Regions from separate parts of the Pan troglodytes genome. Here region 2 is linked to region 1. The links are chromatin contacts, called in public Hi-C maps. All regions are on one chromosome and are shown on one strand. Each heading gives the region's core, a stretch centred on a gene start, on an enhancer-like site or on the middle of the called end of the contact. The rest is flanking DNA. Distances are from core to core; before and after follow the strand shown. Region 1 overlaps DAPK1 (death associated protein kinase 1). Region 2 holds the start of DAPK1 (death associated protein kinase 1).

Region 1 (6,739 bases), core at 2,221-4,720:
GGAGTGTTAAGTTTGCTATTTGCATCGTATCTTAAGAAAAGCTGACAGGTTAGACTGTATACTAATGATCCCAGAGGCGGGGAGAGAGGAATAAGCGAGCACAGAGCAGGAAATGAAGAAGGTCAAGCCCACTCGACAACTATGTTTGGAGTGATCTGTGGGGTGTTGGCCCAAACAGTATATTTAAAATTTTATGTTGATTCCAGCATGTAAATATCAATCAAATCTGGATTTCCAGCTTCTCTTGGGAAATCTGAAGATCTGCTGACACTGAGCCCTCATTCCACGTGGCCTCGGGAAGTGGCACAGGCGCCTTGGTGCTAGGGAACAGGGCCCCCTGGAACATTACACCTTTACATTACCTGCCTGGCCTGGTTGACGTTTGGATTAAAGTATCTTCAATCCAGGGCAGAAAGGGCTAAGGGTGGGAAAGTATGATAGTTACAGAATAAAATCATGAAATAAAGAAGTGAACATCACAGAATCAGGCTCTGGGGGCAAATAGCTTTGCTGTGCAAGTTCCCAGCGGTTACCTGGGTTCTCCTAGCCAGCTATGGTGTCTCCTCCTCCCAGAGGTGGAGGACAAAAGCTAAATACATCTACTGAAAAAGATACAATACAAGGAATTCTCCTGCTATAGGCCAAACTAACTTTGCTGACCTCTGAGATCCCTCTCAGCTCTACATTACTTGATGATACCCAAGTTCGAATGCCTCATAACATAGCCTCACCATGAATATTGCCATTCCCAAACTATCAGTGTGGAAAGTCGTGATTTAGTTTGACCCCAAGCTCTACTTCTCCCCAGTGTTCATGGATGATACAAAACCCTTAGATAGAAGAGTGAGCCCGCTAAGACTAGGTGCCTAGGTATTCCATGTTATCCCAACTTCTTATGCTAATTTAATAAGGTGAATGTGTAAGCATCCTGAATAAGGAGATGTTTCAAAAAATTGTCATATAACACATTTTCATAATTTGAGAGCTTTAATTTTTTTTTCTTGGATTTTTATTTTAGCCTAAAGATACACAACAGGCACTTAGTAGAAAAGCATCCGCAGTAAACATGGAGAAATTCAAGAAGTTTGCAGCCCGGAAAAAATGGAAAGTAAGATTGTTTGTTGTGGAGGGATTAACAAATTCTGTTTCCTGTGTAGAGTAGTGTGTGGTCAGGGTCCCTCTCCTCTGATACTGGTAATATGGAAGATACATCCTTTCCTCTTTTCAATCCACCCTGTAGTCTTCTGCACCATTACTCTATTTTCAAAAACAAGCAAAAACAATATTTTAGTCACTTTAACTGATACCATTAAATGTAATTTTGTGTTGTTTTCATCAAAACTATTCTCAGTGCAAATTTTTATAGCAGCACTGTAAAATTATAGTGAAATTTTTTTCTAATACTACAAGCCACATTTTAAATAAATTCATTCTTTGTGGTAAGCAGCATGAGATTACATTTGTGCTGTACCTTGGGTAAGTGGGTCTCTCAGCCCAGCCTTTGTCTGTGAGTGGTTGGAGTGGGGGTGGGGTGGGGCCGTGAGCATTTGCAGGGTGGCCTGTTCTCCTTCCTCAGTGTGGATGGCCTCCACAGGGGCTGGGTGGGACATAGCTCTGAAGGCATTGCAGACCTCCTGGAACAAGTCACACTTCAGGGCTAAGAAGGTGATGGGATGGTTTCCTGTGCCCAGGGTCATGTCAAACCTAGAGGAAGTGGGTACCTACCGTGTCTTCCCAGCTCAGGGCCAGAAATGTACGTCGTTTTCACACCTACCAGTTTTGGGGTGCCATGGTAGGGATGAGGAAGACCACAGCACTAGATTCTCAAAAGTCCTTAGAATTAGGCTTAAAATAGAGAGAGAGCAACCATTTCTCTTTCTCGCTCTCATTCTTTAACTGTACTTTTGCCTGAAAGAGTAAATGCAGAGATGTTTGTTCTATAGACTAAGAGGTCCCCCAGCTGTTCACTTCCAACAGCTGTTGCGTTTTGGTTATCATATTGTCTACCATCACTGCTTATGTGGCACAAAGGACACAGAGCAAGGCCCCTGCAGTCTGTGCTTCTCTGAGGGGCGACCTGCAAGGGTCAGATCACCTTCTCCAAACAGCAGAGAAGAAAATATAGAGAGAGAAAGGATGTGGGGTGTCCAGCTCTGTAGTTCAATAATGAAACATGGAAGGAGAATCTCTATATCCTGTTGTCTTGATTTACAAGACCTTTAAAATTATTCTTTAAGCAAATACAACCCAGTCTGCTGTAGGATTGCCCACCCTGGGAGAGTGTGTGCTGATAGCAATGAACACGATCTCGCAGGCTTTGTCGTTTGTACTCATTTGACAATTGTTACATAAGCTGTCTCTCCTCCTCTCACCCTACCTTTTTTCTCCCCGCCCTCCCTTTTTTTTTTTTTTTTAAAAAAGCAATCCGTTCGCTTGATATCACTGTGCCAAAGATTATCCAGGTCATTCCTGTCCAGAAGTAACATGAGTGTGGCCAGAAGTGATGATACTCTGGTAAGCAAACCCGTGTGCCCTGGTGCTCCTTTCTCAGCACTGGGTACTCAGAATGACCAAGCTGTTCTATTCGTTCAACCTCCCAGGAACCTGAAGTTGTGGAAATGGCAAGCTTATTCTTGATCCCCTCGGAGGGGTTTGGGGGTGCTGATTGATGCACCCTCTTGCTTCTTTCCTCTTTTTTTCTCTTTGATTTGGATGGTGCTGTCCCCCGTCATAGCCTCATACCTCTAACACTACCCTCCACCTTGATGCAAACATAAGCACGGACTACCCCCCCCAACACACACACACACACACACACACACACACACGCACAGCAAATGCACACACATAGAGACACACGCACTGATATTTTGGTAAAAGAGAGGCTAGCCAGCAGAAGAGAAAAGAGCTTGTCCTAATCTGCGTGAACTGTAGCCACTGACATAGAAGAATCTTGGTTAACAGTAGCACAGAAGGGACAGACAGCTGCCACTCCTTTCCCACACACCCGCACCAGAGAATCAGGGAGAATGCAGTGCTGCTTACTGATTGTGTCTCCTAGCAGACCAGAAGGCCAAACCTGCTTGCCTGACTGCCCTGGTGTTGACTGCCCAAGGCCCTTGAATGTAACTCCAACTTTCTTAGTTTTAATGTGAACTTTGACAAAGTGGCAAAGATTTATCAAATTTGTTGTTCAGTACTCTCTAGTTATTTTTCCTTTGTAATTAGAAATGCATTTATTTTCAAATTTCTAGCCTTTATTTTCTTTATTTTCTCCTCTAATCCAAACTGAAACCTAATCACAGATAAGCTCTTCAGATATGAGTGGAAGCATCCGAATTCAACAAGACTTTCCCCTGACAATCAAACAACGGGGCTTTGTTAAGTCAGGAGGTGAAGGGGACTCCAGACAAGGCAGCCACGGTCGTCCTGCGGGAACTACCCTGCCCCTTTAACTGAATAGTCAGCATTTTCCCGGTGGAGCCAAGTACTTCAGGGTGGGAACTGCAAACACCAGCTCCCCTTTTTTCTCCTTAAGTTAGTAGCTTCACTGAGGCTTCACATCTAGCCTTGTGGAGTGAAATGGGATTGGAGATGTTTGAAAAAACAAAAGAGAAGCAGTTCAGGGTGAGAAGAGAGAGAAGAGGAGGCTTTGTTTGGGAATTGTTAGAGGGTGGCTGCACAACCAGTGAAAAGATAAAAACTGTGACTCTAGGTAAGATAATGAGAATGATTAAAGATTGCAAATTGAAATCACTGAATATTCAACTGGGAGACAATACATGTGTCACAGTGAAAGGTTTAGGGTAGGAGAGGGACCAAGGGTCTTGTAGGAGCTCCAAGTGGAAAGATCCCCTCCCAGAAGTCAGATTCCCTTATTTCCATATTCTAATCATGGGGATGAGTCATAACAATCTGCTTTATTCCTTCTGTTTTCCCCATTTCTCTTGACTTGCACTTTCATGTAAACGCCTCTTAGTCACTGACTTCAATTGTGATAGAAAAGCAAAACCAGTGGCATTCTTAAACATGCATTTTATACAAATACTACTAAAACCCGCATGAAAAGTGTTTGGATTCAGATCTATAGGGAAGAGAAAGCAGATGGAGAGAAATGCTTTCTCCATTCTCCCCCACAAGCAGAGATTCAGCCTCTGTAGATTAACTTTTCCAGATTTGAAATTCCAGTGGTCATAATTCTATGTTCATAAGTTCAGAAATTTTGTTTAGGATTTTTCTAGCTAATTCCTTAGTTTTAATGTGAATTTTGAAAGAGTGGCAAAGATTTTTCCAGTTTTTGTTCACTACTCTTCAGTTATTTTTCCTTTGTAATTAGAAATGCATCAGTTTTCTGATTTCTAGCCTTTATTTTCTTTATTTAGAGCCTATTGTTTTAATTTTTATTTTTCTATTTTTTATAATTGGGACCAGCTTTCAGAGATTTTTGCCATGTTATTCTATACCTAGCAATGGAAGAAATTCAAGTGATCAGAAAACAATTCTGTAATTGGAAAAATTGCAAATTGAGAATATCTTATTCAAAGGCATCATTTCTTTGCTGCAATAGGCTTTTCTTTTTCCTTATCCAGGAAGAGAGTCTGTGTTATACCTAAAAATTTTCACAGTGGTTTTAGGAACTATGTTTTGACAGATTCTTAAGATAAACACAAAGGGTTACTTATCATCATTATTTGAAATCTGGATCTTGGACATTGTGTCTCTGGGCTATACTGCAGGTGACATTAAAGCCCAGATAAAGAGTAGATAGTGTTTGTTTGCAACATGGAAGGAGCAAAAATTCCTTCCTAGGTCCCTCCGTGACTGTATGGATTTGGGGAGTAAATGGCTTACTTTCCTCTGAATGCCCCTGTTAACAAGTGAGCACAGGTTTCTTTTATGTTGGTAAGAAAAGCATGGCTAGCAATGTAACTCTGTTTCCATCTTGGCTGTCTCTCTCAAGGATGAGGAAGACTCCTTTGTGATGAAAGCCATCATCCATGCCATCAACGATGACAACGTCCCAGGCCTGCAGCACCTTCTGGGCTCATTATCCAACTATGATGTTAACCAACCCAACAAGGTCTGGTTCTGTTCTGCCGCATACTGGAGGGGTGGGTCACAGTGACCTTGCCCTTCCATATCCAAGGAAAGACCCCATCTGCTTCTCCATTCTCCCTTCCAACTGGAAGCTCCATACTGTGGGGAAAATCACTTCTGTTTAGAAAGTGATTTGAGTTACAAATAAGGTCTTTGTGCATTGAGGACCTTCCTTCATTCACGTATTGTATCTCTACCCATGAAATTTTAGATCTTCTCATCCTGCTAATGAAAATGTCCCCGATGATGAGAATCTGAAAGGGGAAGGAAAGGTTTTATACCCTTCCACCTGTCTTCTCTTCCTGCCACGCAGTGGTAGCTCTATGTCTGTGGAGACAGGGGAAGGTGTGTGGGAACAGCAATCATTGTTTGGGCTTTTCCTTTCCTACCAAACCTGAAAATTAGTAATTTTTTTCTTGCCTTTTCTAGCACGGGACACCTCCATTACTCATTGCTGCTGGCTGTGGGAATATTCAAATACTACAGTTGCTCATTAAAAGAGGCTCAAGAATCGATGTCCAGGATAAGGTCATAATTGTTTTATTGAAATGAATTGAATTTTAAAGTATTTTCAAGTGTATCTTAATCATAGGGGTAACAGAGGAAAAAAATTTATGTCCTAACTTGTTTCTCAGTTTCCTGTAAAGGAAGATGAGCTGCTTTTAAACAGCTTGGTACAGCCTGACACATGGGTTAAAGAGGCAAACATTTATCATTTATCCTCCCCTTGGCGCTGCTGCTTGACATCAGCATTTCTTTGTACACTACCCAGATTTTACTTCTTACCGATCACATTTACTCAACAATGTTAGATGTCACACATGAAAAAGTTTTATTATCTAATTATTCTCATCAGAAATGTGTTTGCCTGCTTCTGCAGACGTCAGCAGAGCTGTAAGTGGAGTAGATCTGGCCCTCTGCAGTAAGGGAATCCTAACCAGAGCGGGGAGATGAGGGTTTACAAACATAAAATAATTGTTTATAAGCAATTGTTTATTTTGAAATCATTTTTTATTTACAAAAAAAAGTTGGAAAAGTGGTACAGAGAGTTCCATTATTTGCTTCACCCAGGTGCCCCTAATGCTAGCATCTAGTATAACCACGGTACATTTGTCAAAGGTGTAAAATAGAATGAGGGTTTTATTCCTCTGGGAAGTTGCTCCTCTGGGGTTTGTCATCACACAGGAAGGGAAATAACAGTGAGTCTGAGGAATGCATGCGTCTGGTGCTGTCAGCTCCCTAGAAATGTGACCCCAGGTTGATTTTCCTGCAGGGTGGGTCCAATGCCGTCTACTGGGCTGCTCGGCATGGCCACGTCGATACCTTGAAATTTCTCAGTGAGAACAAATGCCCTTTGGATGTGAAAGACAAGGTAAGGCCACTTCTCTTAGGAGGAACATGAGGAGGTAGTAAATGGATGCATGTGAGTGTGAGTGCTGGCCTACCATGTGCATCGGGACCCAAAGGAAAGGAATCAGGACCAGAATTCACCTGCAGAACATTTAAGTTGGAAATGTCTTGTTGCCCGTGGTTTGGTCTAATACTGAAATCAGCCTTAAGTCAAAATCTTTCAGGTAGTTGCCATAATACGCACGCATTGAATTATAATCCCCATAACATAAAAACCTCAAAGTTCTAGTAC
Region 2 (6,739 bases), core at 1,855-4,354, 150 kb before region 1:
ATATCATAATTATTTTTATAGCAGTCCTTCTCAACTGGCATCTCATAATTTCTGGCTTCTTATATTGTTGCCTTCTATGTGTGAGATGCCTCTCTGAGTCCTTTTTGCTAGGGACATGATAGAAAATAAAATATCCAACATTCTGGTGTATTTTATAACGTACAAAGTCCTGTTTCATGCATTATCTCTTTAGATTCTCCCAATAAACCCAAGGAATATGTAAGAGTCTATAATCATCTTCATTTCACAGGTGATGAAACTGAGACGTTTACATATAAAGTGGAAATAACCACTTATTTATTTATTTATTAAATAAAAACCCCGCTAATTTATTTAAAGATTAATTGAGAGAATTATTTCATCTCTCTGGAACCTGGTATGTGTTAAGAGATAAGTTTTCTTAATTTTTCTTTTTAAGAAGATAATCTATTGCTACATAACAAACCACTCTGAAATAATGACTTAAAACGTTAAAAGTCATTGATTTTGCTCACAGAACTTGAATTGGAAGATATAAACAACTGGGAGTGAGAGTGGGGCTGGACAGCTGGCTTCTCTGGGCATCTCTCGTTCTTTCTGTGGTCTTGTCACATGTCTCTACATGGCAGCCCTAGGGTAATCATGACAGCTGAAGGCTTTAGAGTGGGTGGAGGGGGAGAGGGAGGCAGGGAAAGTGAGAGAGAGAGAGAGAGAGAGAAAGAGAAGCAAGCAGGCAGAAGCTCTAATGCCTTATGACCTAACCTTGGAAATAAATTACACTGTGCCACTGCCACTACCTTTTCTTAGAAGCAAGCAGATAGGGTTGGTGCATATTTATTGAGAGGGGAATTAGACTCCACCTCTTGATTGGGGGAGTGTCAAAGAATTTGTGAATATGTTTTTAAATGACCACATTTCCCCTTTCTAAAATGCTTGTCTAAATTGGTGTACACATAAAGCTCAGGGGTTAGTGACTCATCCAAGGTTATTAAGCTGTTAAATGGTTCCACCAATACTAGATCTAATTTTGTGACTCCAAATTTCATGCTCTTTTTCACTACTCCAGATAATCTCCGGTGAACATCATTGTCCATTAGGGTAGTTAAGACATTCTAGCTGCCAAATAGATTCAATCCTTTTAATTGCCTCGGAAAATATATTTTTTATTTTGCAGAAAATAAATATTACCCATATGGCAGTCATCCATAAACACCTTCCAAGTTTATCCCAAACATCTGTGTTTTAAATTTTTTCTCCCAACAGATGTATTCATTTGCATTTTCCCAGACGAATCACTCTTTTTTTGTTGTTGTTATTTTTGACTGTATTTCTCACCTCTCAAGACCCTTTTGTATTATCAAGCCCACTGCTTAAGCTAATACCGTCTCCCAATTTGGGGACTTCCCCTTGATTCCTGTGTGCCCTTCCTGTGGGTCATTAATGCAATGTTATTTAAGACTAGGATTTGGCTGGGCGCAGTGGCTCACGCCTGTAATCCCAGCATTTTGGGAGGCCGAGCAGGGAGGGTCACCTGAGGTCAGGAGTTCAAGACCAGCCTGACCAACATGGTGAAACCACGTCTCTACTAAAAATACAAAATTAGCCGGGCATAGTCACATGCCTGTAATCCCAGCTACTGGGTAGCCTGAGGCAGGAGAATCGCTTGAACCCGGGAGGCGGAGTTTGCAGTGAGCCAAGATTTCACAACTGCACTCCAGTCTGGGCCACAAGAGCGAAAACCCGTCTCAAAAAAAAAAAAAAAAAAAAAAAAAAAAAAAAGACTAGGATTTGACATAAGGCCTGAGGGGTATTCTTTTGTTTTGTTTTGCCTTGTTTTCAAGAGGCCAAAATCTTCACAGTTGAAAATTTCTGTTGAACCACAGAGATTTGAACCAACTCAGTTTAGAAAGCCTGGGGATTTGAACAACGGTATGGATAGGAAATCTCTTCATCTGTCAGTTTTCATCATTCTAGGCAGTAAAATAGATTTCCCTTTCGGAGCTTTTCACCGTTTGGGGTTCTCCAGCAGTGGGATGTGGGGAATCAACCCTTCTTCGTCCCCACCCAAACATTAGGTGGGAGCAAGGGGTGGGAAGTAGAGAAACTGGATAGAGGTCTCCAGTGGATATGGGATCTTTGTGTAGACCAGCACAGTCCTCAGAAATCTCATGCAAGCAACATAGGTACTGTTATATTTTCTAGTGGCCACCTTTTAAAAAGTAAACAGGTGAGGCCGGGCGCGGTGGCTCACGCCTGTAATCCCAGCACTTTGGGAGGCCGAGGCGGGCGGATCACGAGGTCAAGAGATGGAGACCATCCTGGTCGACACGGTGAAACCCCGTCTCTACTAAAAATACAAAAATTAGCTGGGCATGGTGACGTGCGACTGTAGTCCTAGCTACTGGGGAGGCTGAGGCAGTAGAATCGCTTGAACCCTGGAGGTGGAGGTTGCCACGCGCCACTACACTCCAGCCTGGCGACAGAGTGAGACTCCGTCTCAAAAAAAAGAAAGTAAACAGGTGAAATTAATTTTAATAATATATTTTGTTTAACCCAACGTATCCAAAATACTATCATTTGAAAGTGTAATGAATATAAAAATATTCGTGAGATATTTTTCATTCTCATATCCATACTGTCTTGGACTCTAATGTGTATTTTACACTTACAGCACAATTAATTTGGGACTAGCTACATTTCAGCTCAACAATAGCCAATAGCATATGGGATAGTGCAAATAAACTCTGCGTCTCTGTTGCTTCTTTGGGTCTCGGAGACCTCAACCCTTTCTTCGGATTGCAAACCTTCTTGCCTTCAAACCTCGGCTCCAACACCAGTCCGGCAGAGGAACCCAGTCTAATGAGGTATGCTCCCTTCCTGCCATTCTCTATTCTATTAACCTGTTTCGTGGTAAACGTAGGACTGATCCTCCTAAATTACCTTATTAATTAGCTTACATATTTATTATCTATCTGTCCCACCAGAATGCAGGTTTCCGGAAGGCAGGGATTTAAAAAAATCTGTTTTGTTCTATGTGATTTTCCCATACCAAGCACCGTGCCCGGCACAAGCTGGGATCCCAGTACACATCTCGGGACGAAAGAACCGTGTTTCCCTAGAACCCAGTCAGAGGGTAGCTTAGCAATGTGTCACAGGTGGGGCGCCCGCGTTCCGGGCGGACGCACTGGCTCCCCGGCCGGCGTGGGTGTGGGGCGAGTGGGTGTGTGCGGGGTGTGCGCGGTAGAGCGCGCCAGCGAGCCCGCAGCGCGGAGCTGGGAGGAGCAGCGAGCGCCGCGCAGAACCCGCAGCGCCGTCCTGGCAGGGCAGCTCGGAGGTGGGTGGGCCGCGCCGCCAGCCCGCTTGCAGGGTCCCCATTGGCCGCCTGCCGGCCGCCCTCCGCCCAAAAGGCGGCAAGGAGCCGAGAGGCTGCTTCGGAGTCTGAGCAGGACAGCCGGGCCGAGCCAACGCCGGGGACTTTGTTCCCTCCGCGGAGGGGACTCCGCAACTCGCAGCGGCAGGGTCTGGAGCCGGCGCCTGGGAGGGATTTGCGCCCCCTACTCTCTCCCTAGCTGTGTTCCCGCCGCCGCCCCGGCTGGTCTCCGGCGCTGGCGCCTATGGTCGGCCTCCGACAGCGCTCCGGAGGGACCGGGGGAGCTCCCAGGCGCCCGGGTGAGTAGCGAGGCGCGGCTCCCCGGTCCCCCCGACCCCCGGCGCCAGCTTTTGCTTTCCCAGCCAGGGCGCGGTGAGGTTTGTCCGGGCAGTGCCTCGAGCAACTGGGAAGGCCAAGGCGGAGGGAAACTTGGCTTCGGGGAGAAGTGCGATCGCAGCCGGGAGGCTTCCCCAGCCCCGCGGGCCGGGTGAGAACAGGTGGCGCCGGCCCGACCAGGCGCTTTGTGTCGGGGCGCGGGGATCTGGAGCGGACTGCCGCGCCTCGGTGGGCCGCTCCCTTCCCTCCCTTGCTCCCCCGGGCGGCCGCACGCCGGGTCGGCCGGGTAACGGAGAGGGAGTCGCCAGGAATGTGGCTCTGGGGACTGCCTCGCTCGGGGAAGGGGAGACGGTGGCCACGGTGTTAGGGGTGCCACCGTTGCCGCAGGCTGGAGAGAGATTGCTCCCAGTGAGGCGCGTACCGTCTGGGCGAGGGCTTCATTCTTCCGCGGCGTCCCTGGAGGTGGGAAAGCTGGGTGGGTATGTGTGCAGAGAAAGGGGAGGCGGGGAGGCCAGTCACTTCCGGAGCCGGTTCTGATCCCAACAGACCGCCCAGCGTTTGGGGACGCCGACCTCGGGGTGCCGTGGTGCCCGGCCCCACGCGCGCGCGTGGGGCTGAGGGGTCGGGGGCGTCCCTGGCCGCCCAGCTTTAACAAAGGGTGCTCCTCTCCACCCCGCGAGGAGGGGCAGCTCCGGAGACCCGGTCTTCAGCGAGCGGGGTCTTAGCGCCGGGGAGGTCTACTTCCTTTTGGGGTTGCCATTTTACTATTATTATTGCCTTTTTTTTTTTTTCAAAAGGACTGGAGACTGATGCATGAGGGGGCTACGGAGGCGCAGGAGCGGTGGTGATGGTCTGGGAAGCGGAGCTGAAGTGCCCTGGGCTTTGGTGAGGCGTGACAGTTTATCATGACCGTGTTCAGGCAGGAAAACGTGGATGATTACTACGACACCGGCGAGGAACTTGGCAGGTAAAGGGGGTGCCAGAAGCGTACCCTCCTGGATTGTGGAAATGCATAACGATGGGGCCATTGGGTGGTAAACAAATGCAGTTTGAATCAGGCGTCTCCCTCGCCCTTTCTGGAGATGCGCAAATCATAGAGAAAAGAGTTACTAACCCAGCGGTAAACCGCCTGGTCCAAGGGCCTGGGGGTGGAGGAGAGGCAGCAGTTCAGGGCTAGATTATGATGCACAGTATATTGATCAAGTCCCCTGGACAAAATCAGATTTAATTGTCCGTGCTAACTCTTGTCAGCCCTTGCCCTTCTGTGACAACAGGACAAACACTAAGATTATAATTGCAATTGGAGTTAGCTTTTATGTGTGATTTAAACGGAGGGTACAAACTAATTAATAGGTTTTAAAAATCTTAGTACTTTACCCTCTATCTAAATTTTCAGTGTAATTTGAGCAAGTATTGGTAGGTGGTAAATGGAGACTTGCCAGATGTTGACATTGGGCTTGGATTTTGAAACTTCTTGCAACAAGGAATTTAATTAGCTGGTTGGTGTTGGTGGTTGCTTTGGTTTCATTTACAATGTTAAATTTTTAACAAATCAATGAGAGTCTAATATGGCTATCTGGATTCAGAGCATACCTCCATTGCTGTAGCAGCTGTGATTCTCAGTGTAAAATCTTTCAGTTTCTAGGTAAACAAAGAGTGGTTTCTTTCGGGGCATCTAAGGGCTGATTGCTGTTTCCTTTGACTGTGTATTAGACAGAGTGTTTTGGGCTCTGGTCAACTTTAGTAGAAAACCTAGTTTTCATACATACATTTAAAACTGAATTTATGGAATTTGACTGTGGTGTATTTACATTGTGAGTGGAGTAGGCAAAAGGATCTTTAAACAAACAAAATATGTATTTACTTATATGTGCATTGAAATATGTATTTTCCCATATACATCTGATGTCCTGATACAAAGCTTCCTTTTTCTCCATGAAAAGGAAATTAAAAAACACCCACATCCTGGATTGCCTAATGAGAATTATGGAAACTAAGCTTAACTAAATTTTTTTTAAAATTCAAACGATAGTGTAGAATTTTTTAAAAAGTTACTGTACCAGAGTATTTCTCTAAATATTTAGTATCAACTGAAAACATAGATGGGGGCCTGTGCTTAGGAAGAGCTCTCTGTTTATTGGTGATCTGGTGAGTAAATAAGGAAAGCTCTTCAAAAATCACATTTCATGGATATGTTTAAGATTAAAGTTTAATACTTGGTTTAACTGGAATTAAATAACTTTCCTGTGGTTTTCAGCAAGATGAGTGGTATTTGGAGTTTTCCTTTGGGACTGGAAAAAAAAAGCAAAAAAATAAATTTTAATTTGATTTGCATAGTGTGGCCTGATCATTTAAGTGTTGTTAGAAAGAGAGATGACTAAAATTAGTTGAGATTATTATATTATGGATTAAGTATATTGACCTTATTTTCATTATGATTTTTTGGTACAATTATGTGTTATGAGAAAGAAATAGAAAAAGAGGCCTCCCTGTGGTTGGTGAAGGGAGTTTTTGATCTTTATTTCGTGGGCGTGATGATGAGGGGAGGGAGGTGGCTTGCTTATTTGTCACTAGCACTTTGATTTGCTCAGTGTACATTTCTGTGTATAACGTTCTCCCCACTGTGCAAGGCAGATTGACAAATTGTTTATTAAATAATTTGTGTGACCTAGGAATTTTAAAGAAATGCTCTGAAAAACTAGAAGTCTGAAGTTTTTAAAAATGAAATGTACAGACTCATCTATCTTGTATAACTGCTATTGTTTTTGCCAAAAAATGAGTGAATGATTGTTTTTTGGAAAATTTTTCAAGTCCTGTGATTTTATGTCTGCCTTGGATGTAGCCACTTCCTGAAAACAAGTCCTAATGTAAAATGGACATGTAGGAAGATGCTGCTTATATGACATCACGTGTCACTGAGGGAAGATTGGGAGTGGAGGCAGGAGTTTGGTGGCAGGAAAATGGAAATGGGCCGATATGTGGCACAAACGCAAGGTCAGTGAATTACTAGTAGACCAGTATCTAAGATTTAAGACTTTACTTGGCCAGGCGCGG

What was found. A called contact is a pair of places that touch in the nucleus more often than the background predicts.
Region 2: a Hi-C map of stem cell-derived neural progenitor cells shows a contact between it and region 1, with 3 times the contacts expected there. The contact joins the promoter of DAPK1 here to the enhancer-like site in region 1. A contact is called at or near these places in 1 of 7 Hi-C or Micro-C datasets (stem cell-derived neural progenitor cells) and 1 of 1 datasets of contacts at active chromatin or transcription factors (stem cell-derived excitatory neurons).

The regions. Positions count from the first base shown.
Region 1 is chr11:50,773,297-50,780,035 of NHGRI_mPanTro3-v2.0_pri, reverse strand. It overlaps DAPK1 (death associated protein kinase 1), which reads left to right. Exons shown (of 27, transcript XM_016961086.3): 10 at 1,019-1,108; 11 at 2,422-2,514; 12 at 4,961-5,080; 13 at 5,527-5,625; 14 at 6,371-6,469. Among named protein-coding and RNA genes, the nearest start is that of CTSL, 78 kb to the right of the region's middle. Within about 2 kb of position 3,470, at least 3 of the 24 cell types and tissues checked have an H3K27ac peak or open chromatin away from gene starts, as enhancers often do. A contact at or near this core is called in stem cell-derived neural progenitor cells, where this site is marked.
Region 2 is chr11:50,919,646-50,926,384 of NHGRI_mPanTro3-v2.0_pri, reverse strand. It overlaps DAPK1 (death associated protein kinase 1), which reads left to right and starts at 3,104. Exons shown (of 27, transcript XM_016961086.3): 1 at 3,104-3,313; 2 at 4,483-4,652. The coding sequence starts at 4,591.